Regions from separate parts of the Columba livia genome. Here region 2 is linked to region 1. Evidence: chromatin contacts called from public Hi-C data. All regions are on one chromosome and are shown on one strand. The core of a region is the stretch at or near the end of the contact, and the rest is flanking DNA. Distances in the headings are between cores, read along the strand shown.

Evidence for each region. A called contact is a pair of places that touch in the nucleus more often than the background predicts.
Region 2: a Hi-C map of crop shows a contact between it and region 1, with 1.8 times the contacts expected there. The contact joins the enhancer-like site here to the promoter of TRMT9B in region 1. A contact is called at or near these places in 2 of 2 Hi-C or Micro-C datasets (crop and liver).

The regions. Positions count from the first base shown.
Region 1 is chr4:29,910,176-29,917,561 of bColLiv1.pat.W.v2, forward strand. It overlaps TRMT9B (tRNA methyltransferase 9B (putative)), which reads left to right and starts at 4,746. Exons shown (of 5, transcript XM_065060994.1): 1 at 4,746-4,819.
Region 2 is chr4:29,988,005-29,994,294 of bColLiv1.pat.W.v2, forward strand. No RefSeq gene overlaps it. Among named protein-coding and RNA genes, the nearest start is that of TRMT9B, 76 kb to the left of the region's middle. Within about 2 kb of position 2,552, at least 3 of the 3 cell types and tissues checked have an H3K27ac peak away from gene starts, as active enhancers do.

The sequences.
Region 1 (7,386 bases), core at 3,496-5,995:
TTTGTTTACCCACTACTTGTGTTGTCCCAAAGCTAATTTGGCACTGGTAGCTCTCCATCTTGAAGGCTATTTGGAAGTACATATTGGATCAGGGCATGGTGAGTTTAAGCCAATAACTAAATTATGTATGCAATGGTAAATAGTTTGTGATAATGAAAACACATTTGTTTGTCATAGATCGTGTTGGTCTTCCACTGAAACACAAAAACTCTTGTAACAGGAACACTGATGCTATTGGTGCATTATTATTTCATGTTTCAATTAAAAACAATTTCTGATGATGTTAAGAATAATTTTAATATTTTTTTTTTTTTTAGTTGAACAGCTTGCTGGATATACTCCTTTATTCGTTTCCATTCAGATCCTTCTAGGAAAATTACAAAGACTAGCATCTTTAACATAAAATTATTATTATATTTACCAAGTCCTTTCAGGCATCTGTGCCAAGGGGAGAGAGTAACTTTTTGAATTTCATTTACCCTCTCCTGGTTAGCCACTTGGCTGCTAACAGCCAAATGAATATTCATTCACAGAAAATGAATATGATCTGGTTGTGAATAATGTCTGTGTTGCACTTAGAACAGTCATATCATTTTTTTCCAGTTCTGGAATTGCAAATATATCTTCAGTTCAGATATCTATACTATGCTTCTATTATTGGCGTGGCTACATAGAACTTGACAAACTCAGGAGCATGTATATAATATGGACATACCTAGAAAAAACAAACAAACAAACACAAAACAGAGCTGCTTCCCTTATTATCTTTTAATTATCTGTAAAAGAATGTTTTGTATTTGTTTTTTAGGTATATCTTTACAGATAATGCTCTACATTAAATTATTTTACAAAACATATTGGAAATTTTAACCAACAAAGCTATTCATTAAATATGATGCAGAGCTGCTTTTGCACTAATGAAATGTTGAAGGTCGTCTCTTATAGCTAAAGTGCATTTAGGTATAGGTTCTAACTCATAAAACACACTATGGTGTGAGACAACTAAAGTTTCTTTATATATTATATGCAGATGTGCCCAGGCAAGAAAATAAAAAGTTGATCCATCAAACAGTGTCAGCTATTATTTTATTTTGAAGCAAAAATTCAGGTCCATGCAGGTTGTCCTTGTCAGGAAAAGGATGAAATCCTGTGTCTTCAGGGTGATCGCCCTATTTATTGACAAAGAATGAAAGAAAAAACAGAAATCCAAACCAAACCCAGAAAACCAAAACACAACTGTTTCCTTACAAGAAGGTTGTGGTTTTTGTTGTTGTTTTTGTTTTGTTTGTTTGTTTTACGATTTCAAGAACTCCAGTCAACACCTAAACTGAAAAAAGTAGTTTCTTACGATAATCCTATGAGATCACAGTTTTACAGGATCATTGTTTGGTGGGAAAGCCCTTTCAATGGTTGTTGCTCTTCCCTACAATTTCCTCTCAGGTTCCCTTTCTGAAGCCGTGCTGTGGACGTGATTTACAACAAAGATGCGGGTGGGAATGATCAGCTGGGGGCAGCAGAAACAAAGCAGCAATGGCTTTAGCATGGATTTACAGCCTGAATGCTTTTATAGCTGCATTTTGACGTTCCATTTCCTTCATATTTCTAGAGTCTTCTTCTTTTTCTACCCCTCTCTCGCTGAAGCAAAAGCTAGAAAAACCTGTCTTATTCTAATGAGATTTAATATAACCTACCTTTACTCTTCTATACAAGACCTGTTCCTCTCTGTTAATGTTAGAATTTCCATTGCCTTTCACAGAAATGCCCTATTTCCCGGTAGAGACTACAGTCCTCCAGAAGCTACTGTTCAAACTCCTCAATCTGACAGAACAGAGCATCTCCCATTTCCATCTGTACCTGCAAAATCAATCTCGTTCATATTAGAGAAGGATGATGCAAGTTTTGAATAGATAACGTGATGACAGATGCATAAAGGTGGATATCTCTGGAAGTAACCCCAAACCAAAGCCAAAAACAGTGAAGTATGTTATTAATGGTGGTTTGCATTAGACAGGACTGTCTAGGTCCACATAGAAGAATATTCACCCTGGATCCCATTGGCTACATTTGGTGTCCCTCTGGGGACGTAAATTTTTAGCTTGTGCTTTTTCTGCTGAAAATGCCTGCAGTTGAGTAAGGTTGTGGCAGGGCTGCCAGAGTGACGTTTTTGTGAGATGATACCAGAGTTGTGTACTGTGTGCATGAAGCATGATACATGAGGGTGGTAGAGATGTGTTTGAGAGCACTGTGTGCTGAGGAGTCTATTGAAATAGCATTGGAGAACTGCAACTGTGTAAGGAGGAAAGAGCCAGCCCTGCTGTGATCTTGTCTGTGCTATGCTTAGGTTAAAGTCCTTGGAAAAATTATCTCTAGACTGCACTCAAGCTTGGTCTTAGAGGAACTAGTCAGTTTGCTCCACATGAGAGCCTAAGCAGAACTCAAGCTGAGAGCTTGTATCATTTGACGATATAAATGAAAACATGCACATTTCAGCTGCAAGAAGTATCTCTAGTATTTTCTTTGTCTGTGACTGCAAGGACTGATTAATAAAGAACATCTGACATGCTAACAGATAATTTCATGAAGATGAGGATATTCAAAGAAAAATGTGTCTAGGGAATATTCAAAGAGATCAAAAGCTTGTTTTCTTCATAATGCTGTTAGGCACTGAAACTAAAACAATAAATTTTGCATCAAAGTATCACCCTGTCTCATTGCAGCATGGAAACCAATCTGATTTACAGCAAGGTTCCTGAACTGCTGGCCTGTGAACTGTCTGGCCTGAAGGATGAATCTTCTCAGGCCTGTATGATTTTGATGCAGTTGGGCTGGGCATCTGGTTCTGCAAACTACTGCTGAGCCTATCCATCTCCAGGACATGATAAACTTGATTTTTAGGACACCTAAACCCCTACCAGGCCACAGTTCTCAAAATGTTAGGCGGTCCTGATTTAGAAAATAAACAATGCAGAAACAGCTTTTTCTTTTAGATGAAAATAATATAAAACCAGAATAACGGTCTATTTGGCACTTCATTCTGTAATATGAGAACCTACATAATATAAATCATATTATACATTGACAAAACCCAATAACATATATTGTATGGACCTGTAAGAGAATAAAATAGAAATAATAAGTATAAACATTTAAAAAATCAATTATAACACAACACTTTCATTGTATTTCATAGGAAATATTGAGACTACTTAGATTTGTTCTGAACTGGAATGAGGTCAGATTTTGAAATGCCTTTGTTTCCCATGAAGTGGAAATTCAAAGTGCTGATCAGCTCTATTTTTGGGGAACTTTGTAACTGATTAGATCTCAGACTAATTAGATTTTTTTTTTTTTTTTTCAAAAGTCCAGCAAAGGAAACTGTCATTTTGAGTTCCTGAAATTAGTTGCTGTATGTGTGAGGCGGTTTGTACGTCTTTGTAGTCAATCTACTCTTAAGTCAATCATCTGTATGCATATGTAAATTTGTCTTTGTTGATTTTTTTTTTACCCAATCATAAATAATAAATACAGCAAACGTTGCTTTCTTTATGGCTTTTACACCTACCATAATCTACACAGGAGAAATCATGCTAAAACTGGAGTTCTCAGAAAAGTCAGAATTCTGAACTATTAGGCTGTCATTACTTTGGATGTCCGTGTAATGTACAAGGGTATGCATGATTAAGTGAAAATGACTGGGCTAAAACCTTCTGTTCTGACTGATTTACCCGATTAGACTGCACACGATTTTCAAGGTTTGACCTTTCAGCCTGAGCTTAGATAATCACGTTGACAAGATTGTTAAAGGTGCTACTGTGCAGTTTCCTTATTATAGCCAATGTCAGAATGAGTTAGGAGATTTGTGTTTACATGCTTTCAAATTCTGATTAAATGAAATGTAAATCTCAAAACTTTCAACTAGTGTTTCACGTTAAAATTTATCTTTGTCTATAGCATAAGAAGAAAACTGCATCTCAGTTTAGTAAAGTACAGGCACGTCTTGTGGGCATTTTTGCATTAGTGCATCAGCATGCCTCTGTGGATCTTGTTATTGCTCTTACCCTGAAAGAGTAACCACAGCCCCCAAAGAGTCTCTGAGTGAAATTTAGCCAATGGAAATGGAACTTGGAAATACTTGCAAAGTATTTTATAAAAAATTTCAGTGTGTTGAGGATTCACCGACTGTCCTGTGTTGCTAAAAGAGGAATTGCCCTTTTCCAAGCCACAAAGGCCAACCCTATGTCTTCATCTGACAAACCAGTCATGTGCTCAGGCTCTGAAATAACCTGTGGTGATGTGTTTTACTCAAAAGGACAGCCTAGTGAAAAGTTCTGATAGCTTTTCGATCTCAGGATCCACACTGTATCTTTGCCCTTTGCAATCTTTGAGAGAAACATAAGGAACGTGTCAGTTAACGATTTGGAAGTGCATAAGGTACATCCATTTTTCATACAGAGTAAACTCTTGCCAGGAAAATTTAATAAAGTAATTTGCTGAAGCAGAAGAATGTTGATAATGTTGGATGCATTCAGCATACCTAACCGGCACACAAAACTGGCAGCTAGTTCTTTTTCTAGATAAACAAGGGATCTTAGACCTAAATGTTCGAGTGATTCACATGTGTCTACATTAAAAAATCACACATATAGGATATCATCACCTAGGAATTAAAAAGAAAATGATCCCCATGGTATCTTAGAAGGCATCTTAGAAGATTTTCTTTTTGTGTTTCTATCATTCCAGGTTTTCATCTGCAATGGCAAAACTGTGTTATAGAAAATTCCTGTCAAACAGAATTCTGTGGCAAATGTTTTACCCTCAGGTAATATTAATTCATAAGAAACAAAGGCTTTTTCTGAAAGAGGATGGTTCTGCTAAGCTGTCTTCTAGACTGTTTGATCTTCAGTTTCTCTACAATATTATTGTTTTGAAAATTGGGTTTGTCTTAATTATAATAAAAAATGGTCAAGACTTGGAAGAACTGATGAAATTCTCAGTTTTGACTGAACTAATCCAATTACCTATTTTGGAGACTTGGAAAAAGAAGAAAGAGGGAGAGATTTTTAATTCAATTTTTTTTTTTTTTTCTTTACATTAGAGTTTTTCATCCTGTTGTAGTTTGAAGGTTCATCTTAGCATCAAAAGTACTTCCAGGACTGTCCTGAGGTTTCCAAATGATGTGACAGATCTAGCTATGTAGCTTGCAGGCCACTGAAACTGTCAATGAAACTTTTGCCATTTTCCTGTTGTAGCCATTATTCTTGCATCTCTACAGTGGTGATGTGGTTGAGGAATGGCATATGTGAATATTTTGTGTAAAATCTTGTTGTGTTGGTCCAGTAGGATCATTGCAGCTAGGATATGTGAGGGCCATGACAAATGAAGAGGCCTAAGTTTAGAACTACTGAATTTTCAGAGCTTCTGTAAGGGCCAGATCTTCAGCTGATATGAATGAGCAACTATATTGACTTACTTCAAACTATATTGGCCCTATATGAAGATCTCAGAAGATAATGGTGTTTAAAATTCCATTATTCCATTCCAATTATTGTGAGAAATAACTGATAATCAGCTTTTTCTGATCTAAAATTAGTTCAGTAAGGAAGCTGCAACAAAACTGAGATCAGGATTTCAAATAATATTGGAATATGTCAGTATACTTATGTGTGTAGAATTGGAAATAAGGATTAAAAATGATATAACTATGCATATATTGTGATTACAAAGTAGGAATGTGCAAATGTGTAATATAAGAGTTTTCAAATATTTGTTTTTCTACTGTATGTCTATGGCAGAACATGCTGCCAGAAAAAGAAAAAATTACTATTTTTTTATGTTCCATCTCATGCAAGAATGCATAAAGCCCAGACTAGAAGTCAATTGTAAATTAGATCTAGCTGATATAATAAGTGGCAAATGAATGTGCTATGTCTAGAATTTAGTAACATGTAATAATCTGTAAATTCATAATGAGTATTTTCATATAGCTGTTTGTTTTATAAAGCTCTGGCAATCAAACTATTTTCTTACCAACTTAACCCATGGCCTTTCAGGTAATCCAATGTGTTTTTGAAGTCCCTCTTTCTTTTTCTTGTAGGTGGTACTGTATTGAAAGGGTTTTGATATTATTACTGGAAATTCCAATCTATTAAAGTACATTTAGTTTTTATTGTGTTATTATCCACATAATCATGATATGATTTAGATTTTAATACTTTACATGCTCGGACAGCTGGCTGACAAACATAAATCTTTTCTAATGCAGGAAGATGGAAAAGATAGCAAATCAAGCAAAACAAATAGAAACAGCCTTAGAGAAAACTCCCTGAGAGGAGCTGCTAAGCCTCTGCTTTGTTAGACTTTGTTCTCTTCTGTTTTGTTGGACTGTATCTACTGTGGACTTACATATATATATGCATAATTAAATTGTGTCAGATTAATTATAATAAAAGCCTTATCTTAGCATCTTGCAACTGTAATCTTTACCTATTTTAGGTTGGATGATAACTTGGTGAAATGCCTAGTAATTTGGGAGATAAGTGATTTAAGTGCTAACTTTGTAATATCCAGATTATTAAAATATTTTCAATGATCAAATAACCTTGATAGATTTAAGTAACCTCAATAGTCTGTCAAGCTGGCAACTTTAATCGCTTAGCGAGTAGCTGAATTGAAATGGAAGCACACTGTGCAAGTTTCCAGAAAAGGCTGATTTCATTGACATAATTTCTCACTCCTTAAATTGCTGGGATATGGTGAGCACAGTGAGGTGGGTATTTGTTTGAGCAGCTGCTGCCAATAATGTGCTTGTCTGAACGCTGTGCTACCTGCTGGAAGTTCTGTAATCATATTACCACAGTATGTGCTTTCCCTTGGAGGTGAGAAAGCTGTAAAGCCCTAAACCTTGGATCAACTAGTATTCTATTTGCTGCTGCAAATAGACTTTGGCCATATTAAATTCATTGTAGGAGTTGTTTAGAAAGCAAAATGTGGTGTGATATTTTTACCACATTCTGAAATAGGTTCAGAAATGGGTCTCAGTTGTGTAGGCATTGTCTATAAAAGAGAAATTCAGAGTTCCTGCCATTAAAGTTGTGAGTGACTCCAATCCACTAGAAGGTGTTTAAATCTGGCTGTGTTGCCTGCTTCATTGTTCTGGAACTATACCCATTTTCTGACTTGGATCTTTTGCCCAACTCTCTTCTTTTGGAGACAAACTGGAACAGACTCCATGTGCAAAGTCCACTGGAGAAGGGTTTGAATCCCTTCCAGCCTCAGGAGTCACACTCTCATTCATGCCCTTTCACAGTTCTTGTTCAATGCTCGATAAAACAGTATAGCAGTAAATAAAATAACTTCTCAGCTACATCTGCTTTCCTCTCTAAGGAC
Region 2 (6,290 bases), core at 1,302-3,801, 76 kb after region 1:
AAAGTTGGCTGTTCCTGGATTGGTTGGGTGCATCCAGAGAATAATGTGAAGTGACATTTTCCTGTCGAGGCCAAAGTCATTGCTAATAATGTCATAGCAGTCTCCTGCAATTGTGTGTCAGCTTCCCTGCAGAACAAGTGCAAAAGTTTGTAAAAATAATTTGCAAGGATTCAAAATGGGAAGAGAGAGAGAGGATGGAAAAGGAACCATTTGGAATATTTGTAACAGTGCTGGAGAATGTGACAATTAAGAAAGAAGTATTAAATGAAGTGTTTTAAAAAAAGTTACAGGAAAGGAAGGAAAAATATGGACATGAAAAACAAGACAGTGATTTTCTCGTATAAACTGGCCAAGAGTCTATTCAAGGGGCCACAGGAAGTTTCTCAACTTTTTTTCTTTTCTTTTTTTTTTTTTTTAATTGAGAAATAAAAGCTCAACAAATAAATGTAGTTTCACTGAAGTCTAGACTAAAGACACTACACTGCCTGAGGGAATTAAGTGGATAATCAAAAACATTTTGCGGTTTCTGCTGTTCCCACAGACCAAAAGTAGGGACAGAGGAAAATGAGAGATGGTAAATAAGCCAAAATGAAAACTCTGTGGAAAAAAAAGACTTTCCCATATCCAGCTAGAGGCCAACTGAAAGTAGCAAAGTGTTATGAAAGACAGAGTACAAACATAGGATCTACAGCTATGATCTGAAGTCCTTGCTTTCCTTTGTAGGAACACAGTCAGTCAGAAGAGATTAATGCTCATTTAAGTAACTATTAGAATTTTTAATATTTGATTCAGTACAAATCTTTGAATTTATTAAAGTTGTATTTGACAAATGGGAATGAAAACATGAAGGCTGATTCTGTAATGCAATGTGATTAGTTATTTTGATAGGCAAAATTAGATGTAAAGTCTGATCACTCTGTAATTGGAGTGCAGAAGCTTTTATGGGGTCATTAGTCTGGGATTTTAGGTAGGAAAACTAGCTTTTGGGTAGCAGTGCCTTAAACAGGCTTGGCTTACAAATAACTTCTCAGGACCTAGGTATATGTATAGGTGACTTCAGATCAAGTTGTATAGCCATTATCAAACCTAACAGCCAAATCTCTGGGATTTGGGTGTGAGTGGCAGTGCTGGTAGTATCAAGTTTTATTCTCAGCTACTTACTGTATAAGCTAGTTCTCATTTAAAGTACCTATAAGATTATCTCTGAACACCCACACGCCACTCATTTGAGACAGAGGAGCAAGGCAGAGAAATATGTATTTTCTGGGCCAGGATCTGGCAGTTTAGATAACTTATTTTGGAAAGTACAGAGGAAGGTACTGTGAGAACGGATGTGCTGTTCTAAGGAAGTGGATACAAGAGCCTCTCACTACCAGGGAATTATATTTAAGAGATTTGGTCTGCAAGAGAATCCCCTCTGTTTAATTCCTTTCCAGCTGGACCTTGTAAAGTGATTTCTCAGCAAGGCTTGTAAAACACAGCATTGTACCAATCGCTTCTATTAGTCACAAGCACATATGGGTGATGGTACCTACATCAGGCTGTGGGAACTCTGCAGGCAGCTAAGCTATGTTTGGCATTTGTCTTCCATTGCAAAATCCCTTCACAGATGCTGAACATTAAGCGACCACTGAGACAAGAGTCTAAAGCATCTACAAATCCCAATGACAAAGCAAAATTGTCTTCCCATTCTTATTGTTAGTCACACTACATGATATCATATTATGAACTTCTCTAAGCCCATTAGAAATAAAAAATTAGGAAAAAAATATTTTTCAGTTCTTAAATATTTACACATAAGTCATTAATAAGGGAATCCATAATTCTTGTTTAGTAGCAACAATAACTCCAGAAGGCTGATAGTTTTCAGAATAAATTTATGTTTATTTATTAGCACTTCAGGGGCTCCCAGAGCTGTGTGTTACTGATCTGCTCAATGTGAGGGATGTACGGACTCCTTCATTAACCAAAGAACCTGCATATATTTAAAATGGATTGTTGTCGATTGTCCTGTCTGTGATTATACTGAATATTTGTATACACTAATAAAATAGATATAAAATGCAGGAGATCTGGTAATATAGTTGTTTTCTACAAGAACGGTAATATGTTCAAAGTCGATTTAAATATTGCCTAAAATGATTCACTCCGCAGAATAAGAGACAGAAAAGCTTTAAATTTCCACTAGGTGTCACTCAATCTATTTCTTTGGTCGAACAGGATCCATTCGCAGAAGAGAACTGAGAGAAAAATGCAGCTGCAGCACTGCTCTAAAAATAGTGTGGTGGTGGGATTTTTTTTTCTTTTCTTTTTGTGAGCACCAACCAGAAGTATTTTGAAAGAATGAGTCCAAATGAATTACTTCTGTGTCTTAATTGTGCCTCTGCATTTTCTTGGTTTCTTTACATTTTCCATTTAACAGCAGTCAAGAAAAACCTCACAAACGCCAAGCCTGACACAGCTGATCCATGAGTAAGCAATTCCAGGGAAAGCCAAAAGCAGGAGACAAGGGAAGGGGCAGGAGAGCAGGACACAAGGGAAGGGGCAAGCTGGCTTTGCCTATGGGGACACCACTTGGTTATTTCATGTCAGTCCTGAGCAGACAGCCAGCAAGATTTGACCCTTTCAAGGGGAGGGTGCTTGAGATACCTCTCCTTGCAGTGGAAAACAGAATCCAACACCTTTCAAGGAAGCTCCAAAGCATCAACCCTTTGAACTGTCATTGCACTAAAAGAAGATAGCACCTTTCACAGTGCAAGGCATGGTGAGGTCCTTGGGAAAGGTCTTGAGAGTGCAGGAAGATTGCAGAAGCATGAACTGGGAAATGATTGTCAAAGGGAGGAGAGAAGAAAAGACAGATACAGAGGGAGGAGTGTGTCAACATGGATGTGAAAAAGCAGGCCAGGCACGACTGTTCCAAATAGTAGCCTTGGCCCTGTTTTGCTGGCCATAATGGCAGTTGAAGATGGCTGACTGCTCCTTGTGTCAGACTTGGCCAGACCAGAGCTGCTCTGGGGAAGGCAGCACCGAAAAGGTCTGCAGGAAGGGAAAGATGGTGCAGAACAAAACCTGCTGACTGGACAAAGTGAACCACCGCATGCTGCAGAAAGCACAGGAGGAAAGAAAGCAAAGAACATTTTCAGCCTGGCTTCATGAAAACCAAACAGGCCATTTCTTGTATGAGTCTGTCCCAGGCACATAGTTTCTAGGAACATTTCACATATACAGCTGATCTGAACAGATTACATTCCCATGGACCACAATTCCTTTCATTACCTACTGTGCCCGGGTAGATGCACTAGCACGTGTAAATCAAGACTTTTGATCTCTGAGGCTCTAAAACCATTGCTCTGAGAGCTGCAGGGTCCTTCTCCACCCCAGCTCAGTGAAGACTGGCAGGGTACCTGTGGGAACAGCAATCTGAGAAAATCTGATCAAGGGCCATGATGCAGAAGTCAGAGATATCTGTTAAAAGCAAGCAGTAGCTTTGTGCTAACAATTCAGTGTATACCCCATGTTCAACAGGGAAAGAGTTAAAGACTAATTGTGCTCAGCCAAGATGAAGCCCTCACTGGAGGAACTGGTGAGCAATGGCCATACGGATGGCAGAGGGGAGGGACAGGCTGCCCAGAGAGCTGGTTGGTTTGGTCTCTGTTTTGCTTTGGGTCCGTGGCTGCTGGGCTGTGTGATCTGGCAAAGCAGAGACCCAAAAGGGATGACCAGTGTGGTTTTTTGTTGTCCAGCCTGTATTTTCTATACTGGCATCAGCATCAGTCTTGCCTTTGCAATCCCTTGTTTTACTCCTCATAGAGCTTTTTTTTTGCCTGCTGCAAACAACTTTTTCTGTAATCCACAGAGGTCTCTTACCCTAGCAGAAAACCCATTCTTTCACACGCTCTCCACTTCTGTTCTTCACGTTATCTGTGTGGTATTTTCTGAGTTACTCCTCTTGTGTGCTGAGTTGCCTCTTTTCACCACTGTGCAGCTCTCCCATTCACCCAGCCATCAGGTGACCGTTACAGTGATGAGAATGTTATTAAAATAACCTGGTAGAGGAACTAAGACGTCTTTTAACGTAGATCCTCCCAAAACTCTGAAAACTAGATTATGATATTTGTTATTGCATTGCTCTTTGTTGTTTAAGTATTGGGTTTGGGCCTGGATAAGTACAATGGAGAAAGAACATAATGTTTTTGTGGGTCTGTTTGTGCAATTTTACAAGACACACAGAATGGGCAAACTGGAATGCAGCCACAAAAATCCTACTGGCTTCTTGATTTGATATCTTCCCTCTGAAATACCCAGGGCTGTATCATATTTTACATAACAAAAGCTGGACTGAAGCAGCATTGCTGGGGAGATGTAGTTGGAAGAAAACTAAGCACCACTCTGTTCTTGTTTGTCAGTGGTGGGGCTGGCAGAGGGCTCAGGGCACTGGAGCCAAGGGGGTACCTGGGCCACCTCCTGGAAGCAGCAGCAAGGCTTTGCAGGAGGAACTGGCAGCCAGGTGTTCAACATCTCTGTTCAGCAACTGTCCATCTCTGTTCAGAACTGTCATTCAACAACTCCCTTCGCCCATCTTCATTCAGCTCAGCTTCCCTGCTTGTAACATGAGAATAAAAACAGCTCCTCTCTTCACAGTGTGCCTTCAAGCACCAGGAGCCTTGTAGTGTAACCTTAGGGAGTCAATAAAGAATGTTAAAACTGTGTCTTCTTGCTCATGGTACTATAGTAAACAGCAAGTTTCCCCATTGGATCAGACATGGATGAAGGCTCCGCTTAGAAACATCCTGATTTGGAAGGTGTTGGCATTCTTGGCATTGATTGCTAAGAAACATATTCAGATGTTTCATATTGAAACATATTCAGATAATATTGTTAATAGCAATCTTTAATGTTGTGCTAGCAATCTTTAAAGCCATGTATCTAATACAGACTCTGCTTGGGAACTGGCCAGGAACTGGCTTCTGCTGTCCTGCCACTAAGCTGCGAGTCTGTGAATAGCTCATCCTCCAGCCAATAGGAGGTTGTTTTTCCTGGTGTGGTATTATAAACGTGGGAGGTTTGGGACCTGAGTGTCACATGTGTCTTTGGGGACACTCTTGTGTATGAGCTGGAGGCTCTAGTTCAGTGCTACCTTTCCCTCTGTCCTCCAGTTAGTTAGTTTAGCTCTTGCATATCTCTTCTTCAAGTCTTACACTTTTCTTCCTTTAGTCTGATGTGTTTCAAATCAAGTCCATACAAATTTTTCAGCCAAAATGGTCTTAGAGCTTATTGATATAGAGGTGTTGGTTTGTGACAGTGCAGGGCTGGAGGATGCACTCAGGATGAGCCAGAATCATCCGTGGGGGACTTCACACATATGTTATCGTAGGATTTGGCCTATAGCAAGCCTACAGGAACCAAAACCCAACAAAACTAGCTGATTGTGTTAAAATTGCAATTCTACTCAAGACTGATGTTTCTGGTGCTATAATCAGTGCTGCTGTTGTACTGTTCTCTCTCCCTGCTATTTGCAAATATCCATTATTTCTAGCTCAGCTGTGTTTTCTTCCCAGTTGACAGAAACCTTGGCAGTTACATATGGGAATAAAATTTGGGAAATGCTACAGTCAAATTTTGTTTTGCTGTTGAAATACTCACCTCTGTAAAATCATTCCAGAAAAAAATGTTTTTATTGATGGTGTTTTATTTATTTGCTATTTCTATGACACGCACTTCAGAAATTTAAGAACCCTCCTTTGTTTTTCTGTGTGTATCCAGCTTGTTCCCAAGGAACGGGGTGGCTGCACACTTGTTTGAGATGGAGGGGTGGGGGAAGTGCTGGCTCCCTGTGCCTGTCCCGGGTTTAACAGATGGGAGCTACGCTTTCCATGTACATCTGTGGAGCTATGGAAGTAAAACTGCTTCCCAGAGAGGTCTTCAGGGTAACTGCTTTCTCCTGCCGAGATGCTGAGATGGAAACGCTTGCTGGCTGTTTTCCCTTGAGGATGGTGCTCTGTCCTTGTACAGAGCAGCTTTCTAATAGCTGACTTCCAGTGAGCCTCTGAAATGCTGAGCAGCTGAAAACCCATCAGATGCTTCTCACTGTATGGAATATTGGCTGCTGGACAGAATTACTGATCCTTAATTACTGTGTCTGTACAGACTGTGATCTGCCTGCAGCCATAATCAAATATAAAAAGGCCCTGAAACAAATCTATAGACCAAGTTCCATAATTATGTAAAACCCTGACAATTGGGAAGGCATGCCAGCACAAGTTATTAATGCCACCATATTTTTATCATGT